Regions from separate parts of the Ovis aries genome. Here region 2 is linked to region 1. The links are chromatin contacts, called in public Hi-C maps. All regions are on one chromosome and are shown on one strand. The core of a region is the stretch at or near the end of the contact, and the rest is flanking DNA. Distances in the headings are between cores, read along the strand shown.

The links. A called contact is a pair of places that touch in the nucleus more often than the background predicts.
Region 2: a Hi-C map of hypothalamus shows a contact between it and region 1, with 4 times the contacts expected there. The contact joins the enhancer-like site here to the promoter of FBXO34 in region 1. A contact is called at or near these places in 12 of 16 Hi-C or Micro-C datasets (blood, hypothalamus, liver and 5 more).

What each region holds. Positions count from the first base shown.
Region 1 is chr7:65,813,443-65,820,900 of ARS-UI_Ramb_v3.0, reverse strand. It overlaps FBXO34 (F-box protein 34), which reads right to left and starts at 3,053. Exons shown (of 4, transcript XM_042252553.1): 1 at 2,903-3,053.
Region 2 is chr7:65,896,256-65,903,713 of ARS-UI_Ramb_v3.0, reverse strand. It overlaps FBXO34 (F-box protein 34), which reads right to left. Exons shown (of 4, transcript XM_042252553.1): 4 at 6,403-7,458. Among named protein-coding and RNA genes, the nearest start is that of ATG14, 41 kb to the left of the region's middle. Within about 2 kb of position 4,108, at least 26 of the 54 cell types and tissues checked have an H3K27ac peak or open chromatin away from gene starts, as enhancers often do. A contact at or near this core is called in hypothalamus and liver, where this site is marked.

The DNA.
Region 1 (7,458 bases), core at 1,804-4,303:
AGTGTCTGGTTCTAAACAGCTGCAAATTTTGGAAGATAACACTGAATGATGTCTCTAACCATTAGTATGTTCTCTCCCCAACAAATATGAAAATAAGATTAAGGGTTACTAGAGTATCAAAACTGCACAAATTAAACTGGCTGAGCATAAATTTATTAGAAAATGAAGTAAAAAATATGTATAAGAATTTTAATTCTATGTGTTAATAATTGATCCAATAAACATATCCTAAAGAATTTCTAGTACTTTTATTGTTTATATTTGCTTTTATCTGTCAGAAAGATGCTGTATCACTTAGTCCCCTAAATACAGCAACTGGATAAAATAACAAAATAATACTGATCTCAAATAAATTTTCATTTATAAGAAGTAAAAACTGCTTCCTACTCCCAATACTGCAAGGCCTGGGTGAAAAATAACCTGCCCAAAGTAGAAACAAACTGTAAAAATGTTTATGTGTTACGGCTGGTTTAGTTATACAACTATTCATAGCTGTTTTTTTTATAGTTTTCATTGTCTCTCAGTCATATCAGAATACATGAAGACCTTTATTCAGAATAAAAAACTCATTTTCCATTAAAAAAATTAATAAACTGCTAAACACAATGGGGTGGGGGAGATGCACTGCCAAGGGGAAGCTATTTTATTATCATTTATGTGTCTTTCAACTTACACAGTTTGACTTTCACCCCTTCCCATGAGCACTAGTACATTTAATTTATACACATCCATGTGGCCTTCCCCAGAAAGGCTCATTGGAAAAGATATTAAAGTGTTCTTTTTGTACCTCCTTCAACTCCATTACATAATATCTTGTCATGATCATTTAATTTTAAAGAGTAGCTTGGTTAACACCCTCGAAATCAGCAATTTCATTGTTAATTTGATACTTATCAGTCTTGAGGATCCAAAAAACCAAATTATGTCTTCAGAGCCTTAACACTGTCACCACACAATTCCTAATGTTTTAAAATATGTATATTGTAATTTTCAAATAGTACACACAATGCTGTAGAATGTCCAAAGTGTGGTGAGTATTAAAATGAGATTTACAAGAACATCCTGTTTTGTGAACTTCCAGTCAAATCTAATAGTAATTAACAAGGGTAAATTTCTGTTTTCATTTTCTGTGTAAACAAAGACACACAGCACAACTTCCACCAGCATGTTGACGCAAAATCTAGAAATGCAATACCTTTTCAATCACCTTTAAAGAGCAAATAAGAGAAGAAGTATTAACAACAGAAAACCCCTAATAAGTCAAGGTCAATGGGGAGGGACTGAGGACTCCCATCCTAGCTTCCAGCTGAAGACACTAAATTGCAATTATGCTTCAATTTCAGCCATCTACCTCTCAAACTAGATTCTATTTAAATGGTTTTATAGAGAGGAAGAAATGATGAGCAAAAGTACTGATATGCTGCAATACTTGAAGCTAGTAACAGCAGGTCTAGCCTGATCTCTTTGGAAAGCTTCGGAAGAAAAGAGGTGTTTACAGACAAGGCATTTTTAAAAATTCCGTAGTTTCATATTTGCAAGCACTACAGACAAAATTTTAGTTACTTGTCCAGGCAAGCAGTTCCTGGTATATGTTATTTTACTGTTACACCCAGTCTTAGTAGGAAAACAAGAAAAAGCCTTTTTGGTGAGCTATAACCGCAGGAAACCCTCAATTATCCATGGGTAGGGACAACCCGGATAAATTAAATCCCCAGGTAATTATTATTTAACAATAATATTGCATTAATTCAGGCCTCCTCCTTTCCTTTTTACAAAAGAAAAAGTTGACTTAAAAGCCGCTCTCTTCCAAGTCACTCTCTTAACAACAAAAAAGCAAATGGGCAGATAAATTATTTCAAAACTGTATAGCAAGAAACAGTAAGGAAATCATCAGCGCTCAAATTGGTTCTTTTTCAGCAATTCCAATCACAAGCCATCAAACTACAGTTAAGCTCTCTGAAAAGCATTTAGATCAAACAGCCACCATCCACCCCCACCAAAAAAAAAAAATCCTCCTGATTGAGATTTTCCTAAATCAAATGGGTCTTATATTGAACTGTGTAACAATGCTTGTTCGAAATGAAGTTAAAGAACTTGACAACTACTACATTAAAATTGTAAAATGCTGATATCGAACAACTTTCGATGCAAATTCTCTGGGACCCCAGGCGCTGACAGAAGCTTGAACTTCCTTTCTTTCCCCTCCCGGTCCTCCCGGCACTTCTGCGCGCCTGGGTTCCGAACCCCCAGGGCCTGCAGTGACATCACAGCTCATCTCCTCGTAACCCCTGACGTCACAGACACGCGGACCCACAACACTGTGACTTCATCGCGGACTGGGGCGGAACCGCAGTCGACCTGCACCAGCCCAGAAGCCAGAGAAGCCTCCGAGCCTCCGTCCTGCCCGGTCCCCAAAGAAGGTTAAGGACAGGCGCCAGCTCACCTGCGCTGGGACAGGGAAGGACGGAGCGGCCGAACCCTGGCGGGAGCCACCGGGCAAAACAACCCCCACCCAGGGCCCGACTTCCTCACCGGCCGCCAGTACCGGGGGTGGGAGAGACGATCCTGAAACTCCTCAGGGCCTATCCCGGATCTCTTCGGCTTCAACCCAGACCCGCGACCCCGTTCCCGCCCGCCGGCCCGCCTGACCCTCCGAGCCCCGCGGGGGCGCTCAGCGCCCGGCCCGCGTGCAGGCGGAGGCCGTCCCAGGACAAGGTGCAGGCCACCGAGTCCCTGCCCCAGACCGAGCCTCGGACCGGCGGGCGGCACCCCCGCCCCCACCCGCCCGGCGCCCCAAGAGCGCAGGCGGGCGGCGGGAGGGGGCGGGGAGCGGCCACCGTGGCCGCCGCCGGACCCCGACCGCGCTGCTCTCGCGCCACGCCCCACCCCAGCCCGGACCCACCTGCGCTCCTGCCCCGGCCGGGGCCTGGCCAGGGGCTGCACACCCCTATACAGCGGCGGCGGCTGGAGGCCTGGCTCGCTCCCCACCGCTGAGACAGACCGAGCGCCCAGCGCGGCGCGGCGGAGCCCAACGCTCGCCCCGAAACCCATTTGTTTGGCTAAAACGGCGTGACGTCACGCGCCGGCCCAATCGACGGTTGGCCAGGGGAGGGGCCGCGGAGTCAGGGTCACAACGCCCCCTGCCGGGGTTCTGCGGCACTTCGGGCGCTGGGGATTCAGAGGGGGAGTACTTAAACAGGGAGAAAACCTCGTGAGGCTTCTTCAGGCCCCCAAGCGGTGAAGAGTGAAAGCTCAAGCACTACCTGTAGAGAAAGGACTCAACCCCTCAAGCCAGCCAGAATGGTAGTAAGCCAGGATTCAACAGTCAGTAGCAATGGCAAGTCTATTAATACTCGTGGGTGGATGTGGGTGGAACTATATGCTGCTGCTGCTTCTGCTGCTAAGTCGCTCCAGTCGTGTCCAACACGGTGCGACCCCATAGACGGCAGCCCACCAGGCTCCCGCGTCCCTGGGATTCTCCAGGCAAGAACACTGGAGTGGGTTGCCATTTCCTTCTCCAATGCATGAAAGTGAAAGGTGAAAGTGAAGTCGCTCAGTCGTGTCCGACTCTTTGCGACCCCATGGACTGCAGCCCACCAGGCTCCTCCATCCATGGATTTTCCAGGCAAGAGTACTGGAGTGGGGTGCCATTGCCTTCTCCGAGGTGGAACTATATAAATGGTGTTAAATTACTGGTAGATAACCTAGTAGACTTGGGTTCAGATTTTGCTTCTGCTACTATCTGGGGAAGCTGGGCTTCAGAGTTCTTATGCGTAAAATGAAGGGATTGGGAATGTCCATTATGTTCTTTTCTATACAAATGAAGGCAGGAATGCGTGTGTGCATTCTAAATAGCTTCAGTCGTGTCTGACTCTTGTGACCCCATGGACTATAGCCGGTCAGGCTCCTCTCTCCATGGGAGTTCCAAGAAAGAACACTGGAGTGGGTTGTCATGCCCTGCTCAATGGCATTAATACCTACCAGCAATTTGATAAACTTAGAGGTTGACAGTCTCAAAATGTGATCTTTAGAAGAGTAAAGGATTGTAAATGATGACTACAAAAGAGGTTTTTGGTACTTTATTTAATACTTTCAAATGAGAGTGCCAGTGAAGGCTATTTTATACTCAGCCTTTAAACTGATAATTGTATTCACTGTAAAAATAATTTTGACCACATCATAAAACGAGGACAATAAAAGAAAAAAACGCCTTCACCCTAACACAGGTGCTCAGCATTCAGCTTATTTTCCTTTAGACATTTTCTCATGCCTATTTATTTTATAATGCTGTGCTCATAGTGTACACACAATTTTGGATCCTTGTTGGTTTGGGGTGCTTTTTTGTTTTTGCTTTTATAACTGTTTTTTCCTAGTTCTTCATAAGCTTCATAAACACTTCAGAAGCTGTGTAAAAGTATATTAAGTGAACATACAAAATTTACCAAATTCTTCATTCTCAGACTTATTTCCTTTATGACATTATAAGGAAACCATAGGACATTTTCATGAATGTAAATTTTTTAAGATAAATACCCAGAAATGGAATTTCTAGGTGAAAGAGTATTGGTACTTTTAAAAGTCGCGCCCTCATGGTAGTTTGCAGTCACTTTTATGAGTCATTTCTTCCAGATTTCCTTTGACAAATCATCTTGCTTTCCCTGTTTCTGAGTCTGTATTTGATATTTCTCAGGGTCCTCCCATGTGTGCGTGTATCTTTTAGCCATGATGAATTCTAGCCAAGAGACTTATGGGCAGCTGACATCACTAACTGAGGTGATGCCCTCTCTCTTTTGACCTCCAAGGAGCCTTTTCTCAGCATGGATATAGGCAGGGAGTTTTCCTTAACTCTGAAAATGAGGAATATGTGGTCTCTTACCGGTGGCGCTGGTGGTAAAGAACCCCCCCTGCCAATGCAGGTGATGTAAGGAGAGCAGGTTCGATCCCTGGCTTGGGAAGATCCCCTGGAGCAGCGCATGGAAACCCACTCCAGTATTCTTTCCTGGAGAATCCCATGGTCAGAGGAGCCTGGCGGGCTACAGTCCATAGGGATGCACAGAGTGGGACATGACTGAAGTGACTTAGCATGCACTCATCTTCTATCTGGAAAAGCCCCAGCCTCCTCTATGATCCTGCTTTTATGAAGTTCCTACTGTTTGGGAGTTTCTCTCTTCAGGGGAGAGACTGTTCAGCCTGGGGCCCATCTATCTCCTGCCTCATTATTAGAGCCAAACTGAGCAAGGACCCCAGAACTCTTATCATATCACTCACTGTACTGTTCCTGGAAATTGCAAATGAGTTAAAGACACTGAAACTGCAAAAAACACAAATATCAAAATTAAATGACACTGGTTTCCATGTGGCCAGTATATCTTCATTGTAAGAGTCTAATTATAAAGACTGTCTGGTCTAATGCAGTGTTTTTCAAACTGTCTCTGATTGAGAACCAGTCGTGCAGGGATTTTTTAAATATTTAATGCATTGTGAACTATTTTGTAAAATGTAATATAACTGACTAAAACTTCTAGAAATGTGAAAATGTTGTTTTAAACAGCCCAAATTCTTATTAAACTCAGCACACATAAAGTTACTCTGTCAAATTGCTAGTAAAGTTTCTGAACCTCTTCCTCTCATTTCTGCTCTTTCTCATGGACTGACTCTAAACCTGCCTAGTGGGCCACACTTTGAATAGCACTAGTCTAAAAGAAGAGAAGGCAATGGCACCCCACTCCAGTACTCTTGCCTGGAAAATCCCATGGGTGGAGGAACCTGGTGGGCTGCAGTCCATGGGGTCGCTAAGAGTCGGACACGACTGATCAACTTCACTTTCACTTTTCACTTTCATGCATTGGAGAAGGAAATGGCAACCCAATCCAGTGTTCTTGCCTGGAGAATCCCAGGGACAGAGGAGCCTGGTGGCCTGCCGTCTATGGGGTTGCACCGAGTTGGACATGACTGAAGCAACTTAGCAGCAGCAGCAGTCTAAGAGAACAATCAGAGTAGCAGGCAGTGAAACCACTTGAGACAAGTAGTTCTTTGATTGTTTCTCCATCTGTACAATGCGAATAAACTTTGAAAAAAGCTAGTAGAGTCAGTGCAGTGCCTCACACCTGGGAGGGAGTTCCCTGGCCTGCTTGGGTACCAGGGTGACAGAGTGGGGTTGTGGGATTGAAGCAGTGCTGACAGAAGAACAGATTAAGGGACTTCGGGGGCACAGCAGCTGAGAAGGTCTAAATATTATAAAGTATTGATGTATTACTTTGGTTATTTCATGAATGATTAGAACTTAGTCATCTCAAACCAGCAAGCAAACGTCACATTAAATTAAGATCCAGTTCAATGGATTTGTTTGTATAGACCCAGACTTTCCACTCAGATAAAAACTAAGAACCTATCACAGCTCCTCAATAGCTCACTCCTACCTCAAAAGAAAAACACGTTCTGATCGTCCTCCACAACCCTAAACTCTTAACCCAACCTACTTCTTCCATTTAGGACAGAGGAAACCAAAAGGAAAATGGACTTTGTCTCTAGGCCCCTCTTTACTGCAAAACTAGCTTCCTAGGTGTGATTATGATTTTCCCTTCCTAGTTCACTGTATTACCTTGAAGCTCAAACAAGTGAGAAAAGTGAAAGTGCTTTCCAAAATTTAAAGTTTACACAGGTTAAGGCATGCAGTTAATCTCTCCTTGAATGAAGTCATTGGAGCATGTGTGAAGCACCGAGCTTCTGCCCGGGGTGTGCACGGATGAACCATGGTGATGGTGATGGGAGGTAGCAGAGGCTACTCAGCCAGGAGGAAGAACCTCATTCATGATAAACAGAAGAGCAACTGAAGGGAAGCAGAAGGACCAGGGCAGCAAACTGCCAAGAAAGATGAGTATATCTTGTAATGTATTGTTGTTGTTCAGTTGCTAAGTCATGTTCAATTCTTTGCAACCTCATGAACTGCAGTATGCCATGCTTCCCTGTCCTTCACCATCTCCAGGAACTTGCTCAAACTCATATCCATCTAGTCAGTGATGCTGTCCAACCACCTCATCCTCTGTCTTCCCCTTCTCCTCCTGCTTTCAATCTTTCCCAGCATCAGAGTCTTATAATTTTGAAAATAAATTTAACTTCTCCCAAAAAAAGGCCCTTAGATCAACTAACTTTATGGTAACCTGCACACTTAAAAAGGGAAGTAAAAGACAACAACCTCTTCTAGGGAAATGCCAAGGCAAAAGTGAATCAAGGTCTCAGGTCTTCCTCCCTCCAAGGTACTGTCCTTAAACCAGCCCATTGTTGTTAAGTGCCCTTTGACCTTTCAGCAACATTCAGATGTCAGCTTCTACAACACAAACACAAAGATCCATAGCAATTTCCCCTTCCTCAATTTCTCTCCATTCTGACCCTGTCTTGGCTGAAATGTTACCTCCTCAGAGCTTTCTCTAACTCTCTGTGCAATATTTCAGCCTTGTC
Region 2 (7,458 bases), core at 2,859-5,358, 82 kb before region 1:
CAGCAGACAGGCAGGGAAATGGAAGCGTGTGCTTCCATGTCAGTCCTTGCACCTCCCCAGATAACAGTTAAAAATATGCTCCCATCTAATGGATACACACAGATTCCCAGTCCTCAGAGTTAGATCATGATTGATGCAGGAATTGGGTAGAAGCAGATGGAAAGAACTAAGGATAAATTTGTCCTTAATGGTTGGGAGGTCATTTGAAAATTGCTTCAACAGCATGCACTAGGAAATTTGAAACCAACTTTAGGCCAAGTTATCTGAACCCCAGCTATGAAATACTCAAAGCCACCAGTTGCACCCCGTTCCAAGGATCTGGTGAGAAAGTATCGCCAGAAAAAGCGTTCACCGTCTGCTTAGAGTTCCGAAGATGAAGTGTTTTTGTTTTTTTAACCAAAAAGGACCAGTGGGACCATCTTTTTAGAAGAAAGGGGTTGGAAAAACAGCAAAAGCTGCATCAGTGACTTTTTTATTGTGTTTTTGTAGGAAGGAATGAGGTAATAGTCTGGTGGGGAGAAAACCTGATGGAGAATTCAAATGGTCCCTTTAGAAAGTGAGAAATAGGCAGGAGGTATCTGACAGCACTGCTGCTGCTAAGTCGCTTCAGTCGTGTCTGACTCTGTGCTACCACGAAGACGGCAGCCCACCAGGCTCCCCCGTCCCTGGGATTCTCCAGGCAAGAACACTGGAGTGGGTTGCCATTTCCTTCTCCAATGCATGAAAGTGAAAAGTGAAAGTGAAGTTGCTCAGTCGTGTCCAACTCTTGGGGACCCCATGGACTGCAGCCCACTAGGCTCCTCCGCCCATGGGATTCTCCAGGCAAGAGCACTGGAGTGGGTGCTATCGCCCTCTCCTGTCTGACAGCACTAGGTAAGCTGCAGAGGGGTGGGCGTCAGTAGAGTGGAAGCAGCTCGGTCGTGAAGGCGCATCAATACCTCCAGGTCCATATCAGCTTGTTCACCATCTCCCCCTGGGGCATGGCTTTTTAGCATTTCCTGTATGACTTCTGGAGACACCTGGATTTTGAGGAAGGGGCTCTCCTGCCCTTCCCAGCAGCTTATTTCCCTAAATTTGAAACATTATCAGGAAGACATTTGTAGAGCATAAGCAAGTAGATGGCTCTCGATTTTAATAACAGAGGGGCAAGTGGTTTGAAAGGTAGTAGATGGGAGAGAAACATCTCCCAACCAAAGGGTGATTAATAATGATAGAAACGGCATATCTTCTACATCAGTAATGTATTCAGCAATAGTTGCTGTCAGAGTAGGAAGGACCGTGTCTAGCACCCTGGACTTGCACCCTAATGGTACACCTATTATCTGGCTTAGGGGTACTGGTACTGGCTTACATTGGAAGTTCTGCTGCACTGATGGCCTTGGAGAAAAAGTCTGCTGAGGTCTGGAAAGCTCTTGACCAAGACCTTTAATGCCCAAAACATAACGTGCACTAATGTTTTAGAAACACTCACCTATAGCAGTGCCATCCAGTGTAATATTTATTGTAGCCCACATATGTGATTCTAAACTTTCTGGTAGTCTCATTAAAAAGGTAAGAAGAAATAGGTAAAATGTATAATATAGTTTAATTCAGGATACCCCCAAATACTATTTCATCTGATTAGCATGAAAAATATTAAACAGCGGTGGGTGGGAGGCTGTAGGAGGGTTCATTTATATTCTTGCCCTGGGCCACAAAAACTGGGGAGGGCTTACCCCTTTGCTTACACTTAAACCCTCCTTTAATTCACTCTTCTGGGGTGTGTCCACAGCCCTGTTGAGAAGGTATGCAGTAAAGAGCCTCCGCAGAGCACACATCGGAAGCCTGAAGGGAGACTACTGACCTGGGGAAAGATGGTGTGAGAGGTCCCAGCCTGGATGCCAGGGCAGCCAGAGCAGTCTCTGCTTAGGAGAGCAATCAGCCCAGGCTGGGGTGGAAGGAGAATTGTTCGTGGCAGGCCACACACCCTGCAGCAGAAGCGTGCCTGGCTACCCATACAGGAGGCTTGGTGAGGAAGAGCCGAGGTCATCAATGGCTCTGTCCCAGAAGAGTCCTGTCCGTCCCTGCCTGCCCACGGGGCTGCAAACATGGTTACACACAGACGGGCCGTTTCCCCTCCAAATGGATAGGGCACTAACGGATACAATTTTGCTCTGCATTTTACTGATTGGCAAATAATCGATTTTGAATCTGGTTTTGAATCTTCTATCAACCTCTTCATACTACTTAATAGACGTCTAAAAATACCAGTTAGTAAAGCAGTTTTATTCTCTGATGGGGGTGGTAGGGAAGGTGGCTGTAAAGGAGGGAAATAATTAAAATAGCACAAGTGATTCTGCCTGAGTTAATTAGGAGACGTGATCTGCTCATCACTCAGCAAGCACCAGTCCTCTTACAGGACTTGCACATTTCCCACCACTGTGCCTGGCATGTATCCTTCTCTACTGGTGGGAGATGGACGTGCAGGACTTCATTTCAGCTGTATGCCATTTTCTCCGTAAATGCTGACTTCTGAACCTAATCCCTGCTGGGTTTTGTCATTCCAAAGAGAAAAGCAAAACACTTAAGTAGAGGTTTCTAATTTTAAACTTTTATAGCCTCCAAAGAATCTTAATCCAAAAAGAATTTGAGACAACGGGTCCCAAAACTAGTTTGTTCTGAGGTCTGTTCTCTACTAAGTGAAGAGGAGATGAGGGGGCCTTTGAGAGTGGAAGGTTTCACTTTGCACTCAGTCAGAGGAGCACCATGTCTCACCAGGGTGGTTGTAGCAGAGGAGATGGCATCTCTCTGCTCCCACTCCCTTCCCAACTGCCAATTTCAGTGGCTCTGCTCCTTTAAAATTATGTATGTATGTGTCACTCAGTTGTGTGCGACTTTTTGTGACCCCAGGGACTATAGACTGCCAGGCTCTTCTGTCCATGGAATTCTCCAGGCAAGACGAGTGGGTTGCCATTCCCTTCTCTAGGGGATCTTCCCACCCCAGGGATCAAACCCAGGCCTCCTACATTGCAGGCAGATTCTTTACCGTCTGAGATACTGAATAATACCAGGTCAAGCAAACCACCTAGAATAGGTGTTACTGCCTAACTGGGTTTTGCCTAAATGAGTTAGATGTACATACACCGGAAGTCCCCCAAGGGTTCATAACCACAGTGATGTTTGCTCTTCCCATGAGGTTATGCAGACAACAACTATGGCCACACACTTAGGTGCATGTCAGAAGGGACTGCACATTTCCCGTGAAGGTCCTTTTGCCAGTCACGGAGACTGCAGAACTAGTTTGTCTGAACCCAAAGCAACATCTGGGATAGAAACTGTCAGATTCCCTGAGTGCCAGTTGCTGTGCATGGCAGAGAACGCCTTTATGTAAACACAACATGGTACCTGACAGTAAGGGCTAGGTAATACCAGCTCTGGTTACTGGTGCAGTCTATGGTACAGCAGGGTTTTGGCACAGATGGGCTTTAGTCTTTTTGAGATAGGCTGTGGGAGGTAGGAGAGGAAGAATAGCCAGTCTGCTGAGTAAAGAAGGAACAGAGGCTAGTAAAGCAGTGGGGGGTGAGGGCGGGGGAATGTCCAGGAAGACCCACATAATAAAAAATCAGGCCAGTTCATAAAGGTTGGCAGGGAGGCCCTGACAAGTCCAAGTTAGAAGGGTGGTTGGACAGAATCCAGGAAGGGAACTCCAAGATCAAGCTTACCTAGCAACTCAGCCTTCTGCAGTCGGGAAGGTGAGGAACCTGCTGCCGGGGAAAACATGACAAAGCCCAGATCATGCCAAACACAGCTGACAGTCACCCAGCAAGACTGCCAGCGCGGCTACGGAAGCAACCCTCACCAAGAAAGTTCCCCGGGACTAGCCGTGGCCAGAGGCAAAGGTCCTCCCAGGTCCCTTCATCCCTCTTCATGTTTCTCCTACTAGGAGTTACAGTGGAGCAGTCAGAGCTGGCCAGCACCCCTCACATCCACATGACGACTCAAGAGGTGTAAAAGTTTTTATGGCACGTGCGCGCACTGGGTGTGAGGTGCTGAGCGAGGGCACGGCCAAGCTGCCCTCCACAAGCCCTGAGTGGAGTCCAGACACACGAGAGGCAGTAGAGGCACTACCAGGCAAACCAGCTGGGCAGGACAGGGTGGGGGCTGCCGAGGAGATGCCTCCTGTGCAGAGTTGTCAGTGTGCTAGGGCAGGGAACGTGCTCGATTGTGAATGAGCCTTCTACATGGCCATATTAATGTGAGTCATTTTGACAAGGCCTGAAAAAAATGTTTAACCTTGGCCCTTTTGCCCTTTCCTTTCTGGATTTTCTTTCAAACGGTGAAGTGAGGGGTGGGAGAGAGCTGATAGGCCAAGTATTTCAGACCCTCTGAGCAAAAGCTGAAGGGGTAAGTTTTCTTCCTTTGGGTCCCCACAGGGGCGGAGTTGGGGTGAGCCTAGGGTCCTCATGGCCACAGTATTTCCTTTCTTATGAGTCTAGGATTCTACAGTCAGGCAGGGAGCACTGCGGTGCTGCAGAAGCGAGAAGTGAACTGGTTTCCCCAGCCTGGCACTAGGGGGCTCAAGCACAGCATCTTTCTCCTAAGGGGAAAAGCTACACTCATCTCGTCCAGAAACGAAGACCAGGGAGGAGGCGCCCTCTGACACCACCTCCCGAAGTTCTCTTACCATTCACACAGACACCCCTGGGAACTGGGTCTTGCATCGGGTTCAAAAGGGGTCATCAGTGATTTCTGAGGACCCGAAGAATTGCATGCCAAGATGGGGTTGGGCCTTCTCGTCTCCTGCTCTTTGTCAGTCCAGGCCCTCACTTGCAGCTTTGTGTCCCACATGAAAACCAGATCCAGGATGGCTGACCTGGGAGAAGCACCGTGGCCTCATGCAGAACCACGCGCCAGTAACAGTGAAAGCTGACAGACACTAGGCGCTTTCCGCACACCAAGCTGTGTGAAGTCCTGTGAGTGCACCCTTTACTCCTGAATCGAGTAAAACAAACCTCACATCAGGGAGGCCCACTGAGACGGCCGCTTTAGAGCACACCACAGGGGAGGGCAAGTGCTGGAACTTCAGCCTTGGGGATGGGAAGCACTCGCCCTTACGTCGGCAAGGGTGAGTCACGAGAAGGACACCAACAGCCTGAGGGGGAAGTCCGCCTCCACGGCCTTGTCGGTCCTGTCACAGAAGGGCTCCAGCCAAGCGTGTCGGCGGTATCACGATGTGCCTGCTTGCTCAGCGTCCAGAGACACTTCCTAGTTTTAGTTTCCCCTTTTCAGGGAGGAGCAGCTACTGCCCAAGGGTAAGGGCAGAAAGCAGCCGCTCTGTGGCCACACCACCTCCACCACAGGTGAACCTGGCTCCCTCGACTCCAGCCTTGCCCCACTCTGCTTGGCAGTCCTGGCCAAAGCTTTCCTCCACCTTCACATCCTTCTGTGGGACCAGCGCAGTCTTCATCATTGCCATCAGCCCCGCCCCTGGAACACTCACCAGTGCTTCCTGACAGCCAGGAACTGATGCAGCTGCAAGGCTTTGTTGGTGATTAGCAGAGACATTACTTTGCCAACCAAGGTCCGTCTAGTCAAGGCTGGGGTCTTTCCAGTGGTCATGTATGGATGTGAGAGTTGGACTGTGAAGAAAGCTGATGCCGAAGAATTGATGCTTTTGAACTGTGGTGTTGGAGAAAACTCCTGAGAGTCCCTTGGACTGCAAGGAGATCCAACCAGTCCATTCTAAAGGAGATCAGCCCTGGGTGTTCTTTGGAAGGAATGATGCTAAAGCTGAAACTCAAGTACTTTGGCCACCTCATGCAAAGAGTTGACTCATCGGAAAAGACCCTGATGTTGGGAGGGATTGGGGGCAGGAGGAGAAGGGGACGACAGAGGATGAGATGGCTGGATGGCATCACAGACTCGATGGACGTGAGTCTGAGTGAACTCCGGGAGATGGTGATGGACAGGGAGGCCTGGCGTGCTGCAGTTCATGGGGTCACAAAGGGTCAGACACGACCGAGCGACTGAACTGAACTCAACTCAACTCAACTCAATTCAAGCCAACCTAGCTTGCAGGTCCTCCACAGCAGCTTTCTGGGGCCAGATACTTTTCAGCCCCACCAAGCATTACATGAACACAGGTCTGAATAAATCCTCACTGACTTCTAAATAATTAACTCATCATGCATAGATAATAATACCTCATCCAATAGGAAATAAAGACAGTCCTGGGCAGACGAATGCAAAGTAAGTGTTAAAGGTTTGTAAAAATGTCAGCTCATACTGTTAAGTGAAGATGGCCTCTTTCCAGTGGTATTCTCTCTCCCCCTCCCAACAACTCAATTTTTTAGACTCTTGGGACTCAGTTTACAATATCTCTAATATTACCTCAAAAAAGGAAACAAATCTGCAAAACTCAGGTTCCACTTAAGATGCATGTTTTTATTGAAAAAAAAATTTGTAACCAGACAGAATAGACAAAAATGTTATAATCTGACTATATAATATTCTCTCATTCTTGATGAATCACTAAAATATAACAAAAGATTGCTCTCTATGCTAATTTTTAAGGTTGTCCAGTTAAACCATTATTTGGTATCCTTTCAACAGGTTAACCTCTTAACTATTTAGAGTTTCTTCTCAGAAACATTCATATATTATACAGAAAACATTCATAGTTTATTTGGGAAACATTCATATTTTATACAGGATGTACAAATTTGAGATGAGACCCCCCCCCCCAACCTCCCAAAAAACAAAGCAACCCACACGATTGTAGCTGCAACACTAGCCTAGCTGCATTGTGGTGATTACGTTCAGTCTGCATCCACTATTTACAACTGGATTTTAATGGTATTTACAGAGGGGCCAAAAGCACTCGTCTAAAGTAAAGGCGCTCGGGTTTAATGTGCACTTTCACAGCCCTAGGAAAACACAACCATTATATACACTGTAAACACCACAGGGCATGAAATCCATCTCCAATCACAAACATCAACCTCACAGATCAAGCATACAAGGTCTAAGTAAGGTGCCTGACTTTTCCTTTGTAAGCATACTTTTCATCCAAGAGTACTGCTATTCTTTTCACAGGACACTATTCACTTATTTCAAATACAGGGCCAGTGCTCTAAACATTCCCGGAACCCTTTTTTGGGGATTGCCTACACAGTCTGTGATGAACTCTGCTGAACATTCTTGATGGTGGCAAGTCTTCGTCCTCAAGGATTTGATTTGGGAAAACAGGCATAGTTATTCACAGCCAGGTGAATCAAACCATGGGATACAACCCTGAATCAAACGTGAGGCACCACTATAAAATGATGAGACCAATTTTCTTACAGATCATAAATTCAGAGATTTAAGATGCCTGAGCAATGGCGGTCCTGATGGAGTAGCAGAGATTCTCCTGGAGTGATAACTCAGAGGCAACACTCATTGAAATGGTGTATCTAGGTGGTGGTTTGCAGGTTTTGA